2 separate regions of the Mus musculus genome follow, and region 2 is linked to region 1. Evidence: chromatin contacts called from public Hi-C data. All regions are on one chromosome and are shown on one strand. Each heading gives the region's core, a stretch centred on a gene start, on an enhancer-like site or on the middle of the called end of the contact. The rest is flanking DNA. Distances are from core to core; before and after follow the strand shown.

The links. Hi-C and Micro-C count contacts between places; a contact is called where the count stands out from the background.
Region 2: a contact with region 1 is called in a Hi-C map of cerebral cortex, with 2.1 times the contacts expected there. The contact joins two enhancer-like sites. A contact is called at or near these places in 3 of 484 Hi-C or Micro-C datasets (the N1E-115 cell line, cerebral cortex and nephron progenitors) and 4 of 115 datasets of contacts at active chromatin or transcription factors (all in embryonic stem cells).

The regions. Positions count from the first base shown.
Region 1 is chrX:11,913,716-11,920,933 of GRCm38.p6, forward strand. No RefSeq gene overlaps it. Among named protein-coding and RNA genes, the nearest start is that of Gm52427, 22 kb to the left of the region's middle. Within about 2 kb of position 2,481, at least 2 of the 459 cell types and tissues checked have an H3K27ac peak or open chromatin away from gene starts, as enhancers often do. A contact at or near this core is called in cerebral cortex, where this site is marked.
Region 2 is chrX:12,002,246-12,009,463 of GRCm38.p6, forward strand. Gm34301 (a long non-coding RNA gene) reads left to right here. Exons shown (of 4, transcript XR_003953093.1): 1 at 1-301; 2 at 480-607; 3 at 839-1,166; 4 at 1,939-2,491. Among named protein-coding and RNA genes, the nearest start is that of Gm34301, 3.7 kb to the left of the region's middle. Within about 2 kb of position 4,541, at least 320 of the 459 cell types and tissues checked have an H3K27ac peak or open chromatin away from gene starts, as enhancers often do. A contact at or near this core is called in cerebral cortex, where this site is marked.

The sequences.
Region 1 (7,218 bases), core at 1,231-3,730:
TGACCAGAAATGACACAAGATGAATAACGTGGCATATAATTATCACCACATTTCAGATGAGGGCAATATGCATTTTTTCTCAAAGCCGAAGGGATGCAATTTTATTTTGTAACATAAAATGCTCCATTTGGGGGTCAGTTTTCAAGCAGCCCTTCATTCTGAAGCAATTTCATGCGAATAAAAGCATTTGTATTCGTGCGCTGCGTAAATGCACATTATCCCAGACCCACCTCCTGGTGTATACTTCTTCACGTGATCCCAGTTCCTCTAGGTGAGGCAGCCCCGAGTCAGAATAGGAGAAGGTGAATTCAACATTGGTTTTAAACATGGTCCAGGCCTTAATATCTTTATCTCCTTTACTGCCAAGCCAAGCCAAGCCAAGCGAGCCTTCTCTCAAACTGCTCTTACAGTCAACAACAGGGACTAGGCCCTTAACACCTTAAACACCTGACTGTGACACTGACTTCTCCCTGAGTCTTAAGGCCTTTTTTTTTTTTTTTCCTTTTCAGCCAGGCATGGTGGCTCACATCTGTCATCTCACAGTCTGGGCTATATAATGAGTTGAGGCCAGCCTGGAATACAGAGTTGAGGAGACCCTGTGGGAAGAGAGGCAGGCAGAAAGGGAAGGAGGTCTTGTGTCTTCCAGCTTCATTCTCTCAACCCACAACAAACAAATAAAGAGTATACACTGAGCCAAAGAGTTTTGATTGAGGGGCTTATTTGGGGACACTGTAACAAAATAATGTTGTTGGGGGTAGAAGCAACAGGCAAGTGTCCTCCCATGGTTATGCAAACTAGAACTACATGGTGAAGACCTGGGTGGGCTTGGGTTCTTAAGGTCTCTCTGCTTGCACGGGACCACCTTCTCTGTGTCTTCCTGTCATCATCTCTCTCTGCAAGCAACCTTGCTTCTTCTTTTAGAGTTCTACTCTCCTCTTCTTGCAAGGACTTATCAGGTATTTAATAGCTACTGGGGGCTCTTAGGGCTCTGTTCCTTGTTTTGGGGGGGAGGTGTATTTTGAGATATGGTTTCTCTGTATAATAACCCTGGCTGCCCCTGACTCTCTCTATAGATCAGGCTAGCCTCAAACTTACAGAAATAGGCCTGATTCTGCTTCCCAAGTGCTGGGATTAAAGGCATATGCCACCACAGCCTGGCCTAGTGCTCCTTTAACGTCTAGAGGCTGGAGTAGCCAGGGAAGCCCACCATAAGCAGAGACACCTTGCTATCTCAGCCTCAGGCCTCTCTCAGTCTTGGATACACAGTAAGGACCTACCAGTGTAACCTATCCATGCGATTAGATTAAGTCTATTGTGATGGCCTTGTTTTCAGTGTATTGCCTCTTTAAACATTTACCTTCATTATTTTCAATTACGGATAGGTATTTTTGTTTGCATGTGAGTATGTGCATGTGAGTTGTGTCCACATTAGCCAAATGTGTGATTGCCTGGAGCATGGGTTCCAGGTGTTGTGAGCCTTTAGGCATGGGTGCTGGTAACCCAACCTGGATCCTTTGGAAGAGCAGCAATTTTGTTTCATTACTGAGCCATCTCTCCAGTTCCTTGATGCCTCTTCAGAAGCCTATGTCAAATCACATGTCAGGGCTCTGGGGCTTAGGACTCTAAATGTGAGTTCTAGAAGGGCACAAGATTCAGCCTGCCACCTCATGATGAGGGACTAGGGAAATGGCGTGGGAGGATACTAGAAAAGGATGCTTTACTGAGCAGAGAATTGTGGGTAACTAGGGGTCAAGGCCCCCAGGGACCACAGAGAACATCTTTATGGAAAGTCTACTAGAGTGGTCCCACCAAAAGTGAACAGGCTGTGATCCTGGGTGTGTCTGCACATTACATATTGTCCTATCTGGACATCTTCCTGGGATTTCCCCCAGGCCAGCATACATACTCAGGATCAGAAAACACTCTAGCAGAGACATGGGAGGCCCCTTGGATATACAAATGAATCGTCTCCAAACTTCAAAATGATTGGCACCACTTTGAAAAGAGAGAATAGGGAGGAGGCTTTTATTTCCAGCTCTGAGACAGGACATTTAAAGACCACTTGAGAGCTGGGAAGGAAGCTCAGGGGTTAGACACTTACTTTTCCCCGTACAGTGACAAAATACCCAACAGACACAACCAAAAAGGGATAGGGCCTTGTTTTGGCTCACAGTTTGGGGGGAGACCATCAGTCCATTCATAGTGGCAGGAAAGCAGAACTGTAGGCGTATGAGGCAGTCGGTCCGGTCCAGTTAGCCATCACACCTAGCACATGGACTCCAGCTGTCAGAACTGGATCGTCCACTGAGCTCTTCAATTTACAGGCAAACAGCTGTGGATGAGTGAAGGCGAGCAATCAGGAGCGGTTCCTCGAGGCCAAGGCTGGAGCCTGGCCCTCCAGCTGCTTCTCCGCTCACTGGGCAGGAGAGACCCGGGATTTGCCAGTCTCTTTGCTGGGTAATGAGATCTCAGCTTGCCAGCAAATGCTAATGAACCTCACAGAAAAATCTCAGAATGGCTGCAGGCAGCCAAGGGCTCAGGAGCCCATCAGGAAAACAAAGCTAGCCACAAGACACGTGTAACTGAGCCGAGTTCCAGATGGGAACACGCGGGAACTGTGGGATCTTAGCAGCAAGGCACCAGCTTCTTCCAGATCCCCACAAAGGATCCTGATCCTCCAGGGAAGCAGGACACCACTAAGAGGGATATCTAATCCTCCCAAGGACCTTGCATCACTGGCCTATTTTATGGGTGTGCAAGCTGCACACACATGTCATTTAGGACCTGTATCGCTGGGTACATTAAGCACTTCATCTAGACACTGTCATGCTCACTCAGCTGAGGCCTGTGTTCTTGAAGGCCTGCAAGCCCAGCTCCAGATGTGCTATGTCTCTTTTTTATCTCTATAGGATGCCAAAGGCTCCTGGAACAGGCATGGCACTGCAAGCTCATGAGGTTTCTAGATGTTCCAAGAGTAATAGTCCCAAGAGTGAGTCCTGCATAACTATTGCTGCCTATGAACTGAAACGTAGCCAGGCAAAAGGCGGCAAGCATAGGTCCTGAGGGATAGGAGCAAGGTATATAGTCCCCACACTGTTTACTCTTTGTGTCAGGACCACGCAGAGACTGAGGCCGAAAGAACGGAATTCCAAGGTGGATTCTCAGTGAGCTTTCAGGCTCTGTTTACCCAGTCCTAGGACTGGCAAGGCTCCTGCCACACAGTATTCTGGTTTTTCAGATGCTGCCTGCATGACAGCCAGAAGGCTGCCACTCCATCCATCCATCCATTCACCCATCCATGTATCCATCTTTTATCTTACAAATACTTTAAAGTGCCTACTGTGTGCCAGGTGCTGTTCCAAGCACCAAGGAGTTACCAATGAAAACATGGCAAGCTAAATCATTGCTTCCACCAGAGACATACACTCCAACAGGGATAGCACAGGCGATAAACACAGCCCAGAAGAAGGACATGTGATCCCTCAGCTGACACTAAGGAGGAGCAGGGTAGAGCTATGGGGGTAGGAGAAGGAAAAGAAAAAATGAAGAGGGCAGCCTTGCAAATGACTAGAGAGAGAGAGTCCCAGGTAGACAAAGCACAAAGGACCTTAGTCCAGGAAGATCTGGGAAGCATAACAGACAGGCACCATTTTGCACATGCTTGCAAGACCACAAGGAAGGAGGTCCTGAGGCTACCCAAAGTAAGATCAAAAGCTATCAGAGGGCTTTGAACATGTGACATGATATGGTGTGGATTCTTATAATCAGCCATGGTGCTATGCTAAGCCTGAAATGGGATATAAACAAAAGAGAAGTGGGGAGACAGTGGAGAGAGAGTGGGGGGCTACAGCCATTCACGGTGAGGGAGTGGAGGCTGGGCCAAATGAGTATGTATGAGAAGGGCTGAGATTACCCTAAAGGTGGAATCGCCAATACCAGCTGAACTGAATGTGCGGAACGGAGCGAGATGGCTCAGTGAGCAAAGGCATTTACTGCCAAGCCTCATGACCTGAGTTGAATCCCTGGGATCCATGTGGCAGAAGGGAAAAAAACAACTTCTGCAAGTTGTTCCCAGACCTCCACATACATGCCACGCTCACACATGCATACACACAAGATAAATAACTGTAAAAGAAAAAATTTTTAAATTGAATTTGGGTGAGAGCGAGCTCAAAGACAACCCGAGGTTTGGAGCCAGCACCATGGTGAAGGCAGCACAGGGGTCAACTGTGGGGACACACCAGGTTTCTTATATCTGTTGGACGTGTAGGTGGCAAGGCCAAGGAGGCAATGGGACATATAAGCCTGAGGAACAGGGAAGATGCCCAGGCTAGAGTCTGACATGAATGCCCTTAGTACCTACAAGTATTTGGAGCTGCTATGTAGGACCAGACCAGAGAGGAGCTGAGCAACACAAAGAAGAGACGGAGGATTGAAAACCCAAGGGCCTCCTCTGCAAGTCACACCAAGCTGCGTGACCACAAGCCTCAGGAAACTTTCACCTTGAAACCTGTTGAGCTCACTAGGATGAGTAAGCCGATAGCCACAGGCCTCCAGAGTTGATAAGCCCAAGGTTGAGGAGGCCGAAGCTCTGAGGACAGAACAGTTGAGAAAAACCCTCCAGTGAAGGCCAAGAGCATCCTTGGATGTCTCTAAGAAGGAAAGCAGACAGTCTGTGGTGGGAAATGACACTTTGTGCTGGGACAGGGTCAGCTGGAGACAAGGAATAGGGTTGAATGCTGAAGCAGATGAGAAGCAAGGTGGGCAGGGATGGCCCTCATACAAAGGACCCCTTCCCACTTGACCATGGCTAGGTCCAAACAAATCCACTGCACAGCAGCATCTGCCAGGACATATGTGTCTCCAAACGACCAAAGACTGACCCCATGAATGGATTGTCACTAAACAATGCATGGTCCAGGAAGGTAGAAGCAATTCCTGAGAGCAGTGTCCTAGAAAGAGGGAGTGCTGTAGGGGAGTGGGGGCAGCAATGCAGGGCCTGCCAGGTGCCTGACTGACCAGGTGTCACAGACTCTGAGACAGAAGACAAGGAGAACTGGGCCTCGATAGGTGCCACTTGACCTTGGCACTGGGAGCCTCACAAAGCATTCTCAGCAGGGAATGACGAAGTCCAAGGTATATTTAAAGGAGCCCATTCAGACAGTGTGAAAAGGTTCAGGCAGGCAGCCCAGAAGCCTGGCATGGGGATTCTGTGCACCCCACCCACACCACCCCCACACACAGCCAGGAACAATTACAGAGTCTCCAGATCTCCATACACAGCCGCTGTTGCCCTGGATGCCGTGGGAGAGATTATTATAAAAGAGTCCATGAGGAAGAAAGGAAGGGAGTCATTGCCTTGTCTGTCGGGACCACCTCAGCCACTAACAGCAGACCCCTCAGTGACAAGCCATCCCCTGACCAGACAGGAGGCTGGAAAGTGAGGCAAACCATGTCCTGACTCTTGGTCCCGCCTCTGATCCATCAAAGTCAAGTTTGCCAGGAAGCAAGAGTGTGTTGACAATGCGGAAAAGAGCAGGAAAGCTTTGGTCCCCAAAAGAGGGCCCTACGTGTACCCCTTTAGTGTGCCCCAACCCTGCTAAACTCAGAAACCAAAGTACTGAGGCCTGCTGGGTAAATGAAAAGAAACAGTAAACTGAGGCACAGTCACCCATGCCAAACTTATAATGGGCACTTTTTCCCCCCTGCTTCTATTTAAACAGAACAAACGCCTAGCAGCTCAGCACAAAAGCCTAGCAGCTCAGCCTTGGTTTTGGGTCTCTTTCCTTGGTTTGGAGTCAAACCCCTGCTTGATTCTGCACACACATGGGAGTTGCTCAACTTGTGTCTTTCTACTGGAACTATCACCTCCACCCCCAGCCCCATAAGGATGAAGGCTCAGAGATGATAGCCATTTCCCTAATCTTTGGGTTCCAGGCACAGCAGAGCCTCAAAGGTCAGAACGCCCTGCCCCCACCCTTTCCGGATGGGAAAATTTTCGCTGAGGGCTAAGCTAGTCCCTGGAGCAAGAATGATCATGTTGCCTGGTGTGGCTTGCCTTCAATCCCAGCACTTGGGAGGCAGAGGCAGGTAGATGTCTGTGAGGTCAAAGCCAGCTTGGTCAACATAGCAAGTTCCAGGCCAGTCAGAGATGCTATTGTAAAAGGTATGACTCTGGTCTACACCGCAGGCCTGATAAATTAATGAATTTACCCAAACCCCACCCCACCTCCCCTGCAACTCAAAGCATCACTGGAGCTGCCATGGTTGCCAGACTGAGAACTGAAAGCATATTCGAGCCGGCACCCAGGAGCTGTCTCCTGATTTCTCAAAGCTCAGGTTGGCCAGCTAGAGACTTCATTAAAGCCACTCAGTGGCCTTCGGTGGCTGCAAACCCATTAAACAGCAAACATAATCCATTCATACACAAAAATAAGGAAAGAGGAAAGAGTAAGATCCCACTGGCTGTGTGTACATAAAAATCCAAGCAGAGACCAAGCACTCTGACTCTGAGTGTCAGACACAAGGGAACAGGGAGAGACTCCCTGGTCTCTTCCACAACCACCCTCCAGCTAAGGAATTGTTCTAGAAACCTGGGAGCCATCTGGGGTTGTAGAAGCTTGGCAGAGCCAGGGAATTTAGGCCTACTTCAGCCATCCTAAGCCTCATTCCAGAGCAGGGTGTCCCTGGCAGCTGTGGCCACTGGGACACTCCCAGAGCTTTGGAAACCGGAAGAAGACTGCAGGATTTAAATAGCTCAGGCAGCAAGGACCCTGTTCCTTCCCATGGGAAACTGGTCGGCAAGCCAAGAACTGCCACCATGAGGACCTCTTCATGGCCCTGGACAGGACAAACAGCTTCTAGGCAAAAAGGTCACCAATTGTGTGTGTGTGTGTGTGTGTGTGTGTGTGTGTGTGTGTGTACTTGTGCACATGCACACACTCATGTTTCCAATCAGCAGGTAAACCAGTATTTTTATTCTCTGACATCTTTAAACACACACACACACACCAGAAGAATAAAGCTAGCTTCTTAAATTAGAAATCTGTTGTGTAATTAGTCCATTTTATCTTCTTTGAGTTGTTGCTGTTTTCCCTATGTGGCTTCCAGAAATGTCATTGGATAGGCTTTAAAAGTAGGATTTGGTTTTTTTTTTTCTTCCAGAGAAAAATTCTATAAATATTTTCTCCGTTTTAGCATGTTTTAAATTTGAACGAC
Region 2 (7,218 bases), core at 3,291-5,790, 91 kb after region 1:
GCTTGCTGGGAGAAGCCCTGTGGCCACGCTTCCCCTTATTGCCACCCCCACCCCAGACTGCAGTGTGTGCAGTGTGTTAATCGACCTCTTGGCTATGGACCTTAAGGAGGACCGAATGGCAGAGGCAGGGGGTGGGGTGCCTTCCTGCCACTGGTCTGAGCTTCGGCACTCCCCGGCTACACTTTGAGTTGCCTCTTGTGGCAGAGTCTCCTCTGCAGATTGTTATTCCACACTCCCTCAAGCACCGAGCACCGGGGCTGAGGCATCTACTGAAGGAATTGGAACTGCATCAGCAGCATGGGTGGGTGGGTGGGTGGGATTTAGAAAATAGTCAAAACTGCTTCCCTCTACCCCCCAGTCTCGAATAATTTCCCCTCCCCCTTCCAGGCCACCCCTCCCCTCCCCCCTCAATTCTTTAAGGTTTGCAGCCAGTCTTGTCATATGGTTTTGTTTCTGTGCTACTTTTTTTTTTTATTCAGACACCAAAATTGGACATGTGTAGAAGTAACCGGGCTGGAGAAGCGAGGGGTTCCGACTCAGCACAACGGCTCACTGTACCTTCGCCACTCCAGCCCCAAAGGGACACCATCTTGTCTCCTGTGAATGGGTAGGCCCTTGGAGTCTTTCTCCTCTAAACCTGACCAGCCTGTGTAGCAATTTTCAGAAGCCCCTAGCCCCAACTAAATCTATGTGTATATGGGAGTATGGGGGTATGTGGGGGTTCCCTTTGGATTCAGCAGCAAAGAGCTTGCTATTTTCTATGGAAAGAACCCCACCTTCGGTAGACAATGTTACCTCAAATATGAATGTTTAAAACCCAACTGGTCTTCATACACAGGACTTCTGACAGTTAGAGGTCTCCTCCCGATCTGATGACCCATCTCCAGGTACTCATCTTCACTGGACCTTCCTCCAGCAATTGTCTGCCACTGCAACTCTGACTTTGCCTCCCAGCCAAGCAGTTTCTCTTCCTCCCAGTGGCCTGTGCAGTCTCAAAGGGGCACACTCACAGCACGGAAGCTTCCTGGCCTCCTGCCTCCCTGAGCTGGTTTCCTTTCACAAGCTTTCTTCGAGCTGCTGGGGCCACGGCAATGCCTGCGGCTCCTTTGCAGCTCTCGGTCTCCCTGCAGAGTGTCAGGCTGTGAATCCGCCTTCTCCCTGCAAAGGTCAGGCCTCCTCCTTTCGAGTGGCCACAGTTGGGCTTTGCCCTGCAGAGCTCCCACACTACGGCAGCCTAAATATGGGTTTGGGGGGGGCCATACCCAAGCCCAAGGGGTGCAGGCTTGATGGAGGGAAACACTGCAAACCTCAAAAGCAGTTCAGACTTTCCAGCCAGAGACTCAAGGAGGGAGGGGGGAGGGAGGCTAGAAATGCAACAAGAATTTAGGCCCTTCATTTCCTAGGGAAAGATCTGGAAAGAGGCCTCTGGCATCTGCAATGACAAGCTTTAAAGTGTCCCTGCAGTTTCTAGGGCCAACTCACCCCTGATAGGCTGCAGTTAACTTTAAGCAGTAATCAGAAGCTAACAGCTTTAGGCTTAGGACTCAGTAACCACCTGATACCAAATCAGCTGCAGCTCCCCTCAAAAAGGGACGGGGGGGGGGCAGTCTTTCTACCACCCAATGCCTGAGAGTAGTAAACTCTGTTAACAGCAGGGAGAAGGATGTAGAGAAAAATAAGAGGAAAAGCCATTAAATTTGTTTCCTCTAAAGAGCACTACTCCCTCCGTTTCTCTGAACCGTACCTTAAAAGTCAGAAGAGAGACCGCTTTAACTTTTGTTTGGTTTAACATTGCCAACTTGAAGTCAACCATAGCCCCCACCCCCCAAAAAAAAAAGGTTTTGTAAAATATTTAATCTAGCTCAAACAATTTCCTGCAGTCCCTAACTGGACCACCCTACTTACTGAGAGGCTGCCAAAAATCTGTCTTGACTGCAGGCTGGCAACCAGAGGCCCTCCAGCTGGAGCAGCCACAAGACTACTAACAGAACCAAAGGGGATGAAGGCCAGGGAACTCCGGAGGTCCAAAGCAAACGAAGAAGCTCCAGGAACAGACTGGCTTCAGATTTTTCACACTAAACGGATTGTTGGTCCTGTGACCTTCTATGGCCCACTCTGAACTCTTGTCACCAAGATATCTCACTGCCCTCCCCTCCTGCTGTCATGCAGGTGTAAGAGAGTACTGTGGGAGGGTTGGCCCGCTGTGGGTCTCCCAGCACCCTTTTCTGCTCCATTCAGTTTTCTTAAATAGGATCTCACTGAGGACTACGAGAGCCCAACGAGAGCGGGATCCTTCAAGGCTCCGGATCCTCAACCCCTTCTAAAGGCGCCGCTCACGGGGGAAAACAGCTCTGCCCAGTTTCCATTCCCGCCTCCAGAATAACGAGCCGAAAACATGTGTACTGTAAATAAAGCCTGTCTAAATAAAGCACTCGGGGAAAGGCTGCCGAGAAAACACTCTGCATCGCTCTGTGCTCAGAGTGAGTCAGCTTCCCAGCCCCCGAGGAACAATGGAGACCTTGCCAAAGGTCCCCTTTTATAGACCCCCCCAACTTCCCCCTGGTCCGGTTAGGTGATGGTGGTAGGGCACTAGTACGCTGTGACTTTTGGCTCAGAGAATGGAGAGGGAGAGGGTGTCCCCAGGGATCAAGGTTAGGATCCTGTCCTGAGATTAATGCTGCCAGGAATCCCTCTGCCACCAGCTGCGGAGGCTAAGTGGAAGCGCTAAACAAACAGAGGGCAAAGGGACGATGTTGTTCCAGGCTAAGGAGGGCCTTCTCTTGAGCTTTCCCAACTCACCTCTCCTAAATCTCAGATGGAAAGAAGGTAGCCAACTACCTGAGTCACCTCCAACTCTTCACTTCCTATCTAGGCCCACATACAGACATCGTCCTCACGTGTGTGTTGGAGGCCAGGCCTCCCACCTAGACAGTGTGAGTGTGAGCATCAAAGCAGAGCAAACCCTCGATGACGAAAAGCAGTCTTGGGACCCACGGTGCCTTCCTTGCCCTGTCTTTTATGTACTTCCTTGGGAAACTGAACACCCTTAAAGAGGCGGCGAGATGGAGACCTTTGCAAGGTGTTAACTGATTGATGCAATGGCTTCTGCTCTGGTATGAGCCAATGGTTCCAGTCCCCCGCCCGGTGACCTTGAGAAAGTCAGGGATCTACCCCAAACGCTTGGGATTTTCCCACCCCTAGAGGCCAGCCCTTTATCTCAGCCTCTCAGGCTTTTTGGCCACCCAGCTTTGTCCGGCTAGGCTGGCTAGCCTGCTCTGGGAGGAGGTACGGGAGTGGGGTGGGAGGGATGAAAAAACACCAAAGGCTTCACCCACACCCTTGCACCCCCTTCCTCGCCCGGGGCCCCTCGGCCAGTGCTCTAGCCGCCCGGTGTTGCCAAACCCTCACTGGGCAGGGTTGCGGGGTGAGGCTTTGGGAACAGGGCTTGAGCTAGAGAAGATGAGGAAAACAAGTGAAACGGGAGGGGCGGGGTGGGGTGACGGCTCATAAATCAACTGGCTCCACCCCCAGCCCTCAGAGCTGAGGCGCCTCAGCCCCGCAGGGAAGAGGAGGGTCACTCGACCACTCCTGGACGACCTCTGAGCTTTCCCTGAGCCATCGCCCCACCCTAGGCTCAGGCCGCCGTAAGACCAGCTCCTGGCCCAGATCGTAAACCGCCCGCCGGATTCGGCGGGAAGCCGCCCTTGGACGCAGCGCTCATCCGCCCAAGGGGAAGTTTATTTATAGCTTGTAAAACGTAAAGGAAACCAGACTTCGCTAGCTTGCGGAGCCTGGGCGCCTTCGATCCCCACCTGCCCACCAAGAGGGCTCAGCAGGGGGTCTGGAAAGTGGGGTGGCTTCTAGTCCTCCCCCTACTCTGCACCCAAAGGAGAAGGGAACCTTCTTCTGTTGCTGCCCAGGCTTAAATTCCCTCTCAGCGTGCTTAAGCAGGGCGCTTGATGCCACAGAGAGAGGAGGCCAGGGCCTGGGCCCTGTGTGGTTAGTGTAAAGGAGACTGAGCTGGCCCACTTGGCACGCACGCCCGGGCAGGCCAGGCAGCGCTGTGCGGGATTCCACAGCTTCCGCTCCCGACAGGGGGAAGTCCCAGAGTGCCAGGAAGCCTTGGAGTGGGTGCTCCCGGAGCCTCTCCTTGGAAAGCAAGGATGCTGTCCCCGTTCCTGCTGCGCACGTGTCTTCAGCAGAGCAGGCGAGCGCTGTGCGCCTGGGGCTGCGATCCGCGGGTGACAGCGGTTGAGAGCGCGCCCTCTCCACTTCACACCCCCGCCGTCGCCTCCTCCCCAGGGGAAGCTCCTCGCTCCGGGGTGCGCTCGGGGCAGGAGCCAGAAAAAAACGAAAAGTGCCGAGAAGACGAGGACGAAAACCGATAAAGAGCTCAGCCGAGCTCTTCAAGATACCCGCGAGTCCCCATTACTCACAACCCACCCGGGCAGCCCTTCCCAGTCCCGATGGAGTGCACCCTGCCTTGGTCAGGGAGGTGTGTGTGTGTGTGTGTGTGTGTGTGTGTGTGTACGCGCGCGCGCCCAATCGCCGGGACGGCAGTTGCGAAACAGGCTCTTGGCTGCAGCGCGGCATAATGGAGGTGGCTGGAACAATGCGCGCTTTGTGCGCGCTGGTTGTTTTCTACCCGCCTCGCCCCCCTCGCTCGGGCCGTATGGCACTTTAATCCCTACCACGGCTAGGCACAAATGCACTTGTGTCCTGTGGGTCACCGGGGGCCGTGCGGCTGGAGCTGTCCCCACCCCTCCCCCGCCGAGCCCACGGCCCGCTTGCCCAGTCTTCCTTCCTGCACCCACCTCCCCCCACCCCACCCCCGCGCGCCACCACTTCAATTCCCGGCGTGGGCCGCTCAGCCGGCTTTGGAAGCTTCCGGGCCCGCCGGCCACTTTTATTTTCCAGGCAGACGGCCCTCCCCACCCCCCCGGCGAGCACGCGCGCGCGCGCACACACGTGGAGCGCAGGCCTCCCACTTGCGGCCCTCCCTCGGCTCGCCCCGCCCGCCCGCCCGCTCGCTCCCGCCCGGCGCTCCGGACTCCTGCGAACAATAGTAAATGTCAACAGATTCCGCGCGGCGAGTGTCTGACTCGGCCGAGATAAGGGTGCGCGGTTGGCCCTGAGCTCCGCGACACCGCGGGGGGAGGCCACCCTGACCCTAGCTGGAAAGAACCGGCTGTGATGAAGCCGGTGTCGAGGGATGGAGGGCAGGAGGGGAGAGCCCCAGCCTCAGCCCCGGGAGGAGAGGCGCTTAGACGCCAGGCCTTGCCCCACCCCCACCCCGCCTAACTCTGTGCTGCTGGGCAGCCTAGGGGCCCGGTGGAAAGCCACGTGCTAGATGTCAGCCCACGGCTCGGATCTCCAGAGGACGCAGGGAAAAGGCAGGTGTGGAGGTGAAGACTCGGACAGTTTTCCACCTCCGGGGAGCCGGCACCCGAAACATGGAAAGGATCTCAGTCCTTGTCTCCTGAAACTCACTAAAATGTTTTTTTTTTTTTAAGCTCACACAACACTTGCAGTCCTCCCCCTCAATCGTCCGCAACCCACCACCCGAGTTAAAAATTCGCAAATTGATTCCCACGCGTTAGTATTAATGGGTTGTTCCTCTTAAATTGTTGCCAACTTTGCTAATGGATTATTATTTAAATTTCTTTTTTATAAAGTACGTGTTGTTTTATAGATGCGTATTTACTTAAAGAAATCAACTGCATCTATTAACATATTAAAGAGAGAATAAAGCACGGGGCCGGTGTAATGTGCTGTTCAGCCTTACTTTGGGTGCTGCGAAGATAGGAAAATCTTATTTGTTTAATAATAAGTCACTCATGAATATGCAAATGACATCGTTGCAGTACCTCACTTCTGTCACTATTAATGAGTTGCAAATTAATGTGACAACAAAAGGAAAATCTATTTAGTGGAGGAACTCAGGTTCCTACCTGGGGAGATCACCAGCAGGCCTGGAACTTCCATAGTGTAGATGGAAAGGACCGGGGATGGACACCTCACCCAGCCTTTTCCTGAAGCTACCACTATTGTTTAGACCCACGGACCTGCTTTGTCAATAGCCCCTTAAAATTCCAGCTCCAGGCCAGGGGAAGAATGGTTGCTCCAGGGTAATTAGGGCCAAGTGTGATTAATGGAAATCAGCCCACAGTTTGGAGTAAAGCAATTGGTGAAGCAGATTGGGAAGTGAGGGAGGGGTCCTCTCTCCACCCAGTTTCAAGATTCCCCGAAGCCTTTATTGGCCTCTGTTGTTTGGGATAGGGACAAATTGGGCCTGGGGTGCTCCGATCCCAGGTGGATCACAGGTACTGAGAGAGCAGCCCATGCTCTTGCGCTTGCCTCTTGGGCTTGGTTTTTTACAAGGCGGCTTTGCTGACAGATTTAAGAGCAGATCAGCTTCTTCCTGCCAACCTACTATCCAGTGGCTACAGACTGAAGTCTGCCTGTCTTCCACCGACCTTCCACTCTCCTGGCCTCCACATCAGAGACAGTTACTGACTTCATCAGTATGCTGAAGAGAGTGTTTTGCATTCACTTAAGTTTAGAAACATCTTTGCAAAAAAGTAGTAGTGGTAGTGGTAGTAGTAGTAGTAGTAGTAGTAGTAGTAATCAGTAGAATCAGAGTCCAGGTACTATTTGTCAAGAGAACTGTCTTAGAAAGATGCGGACCTTCTCTATGCAGCCTAGTTAACAATTACATGGTTTTATAAACATATGAAAAGAACCTTTAAGATCTGTGCACTCTGCTATGTCTAAGTTACTTTGTTACTTATTACTAAGGTACCCCGGGGTTGGTGGTCTAAAACAAGACTCATTTATTTGGCTCAGAATCTAGTGTGGGGCCCAGAGCATGCTGTGGTGTCATGTGGGTCAGGGGAGCTGCACTGAGCTCCACTCTCAGGATGGTGCACGCTCAGAGCTGGCAGGCCTGTGCTTCTCCTCCATGTGGGCCGCACCACAGGGTGGCTTGGGATTCCTTACAGCATGGTGGCTCTGGGCCAAGAGCTGAGCATCCCAAGAGAGAGGAAATGGAAGTTGCCAGTTACTTAAAGCCTAAGCCTAGAAGCAGATTCAGAAGAGTTTTCCCAGCTTAAAGATTCCCCAAAGCCTTTTTGGCCTCTTTCTTTGAGTAGCAGTTTAGATCTATAAATGCTCCTGGGCCTGCTCACCTGTATTAAGCAAACCCTGAATGGAGCCAGG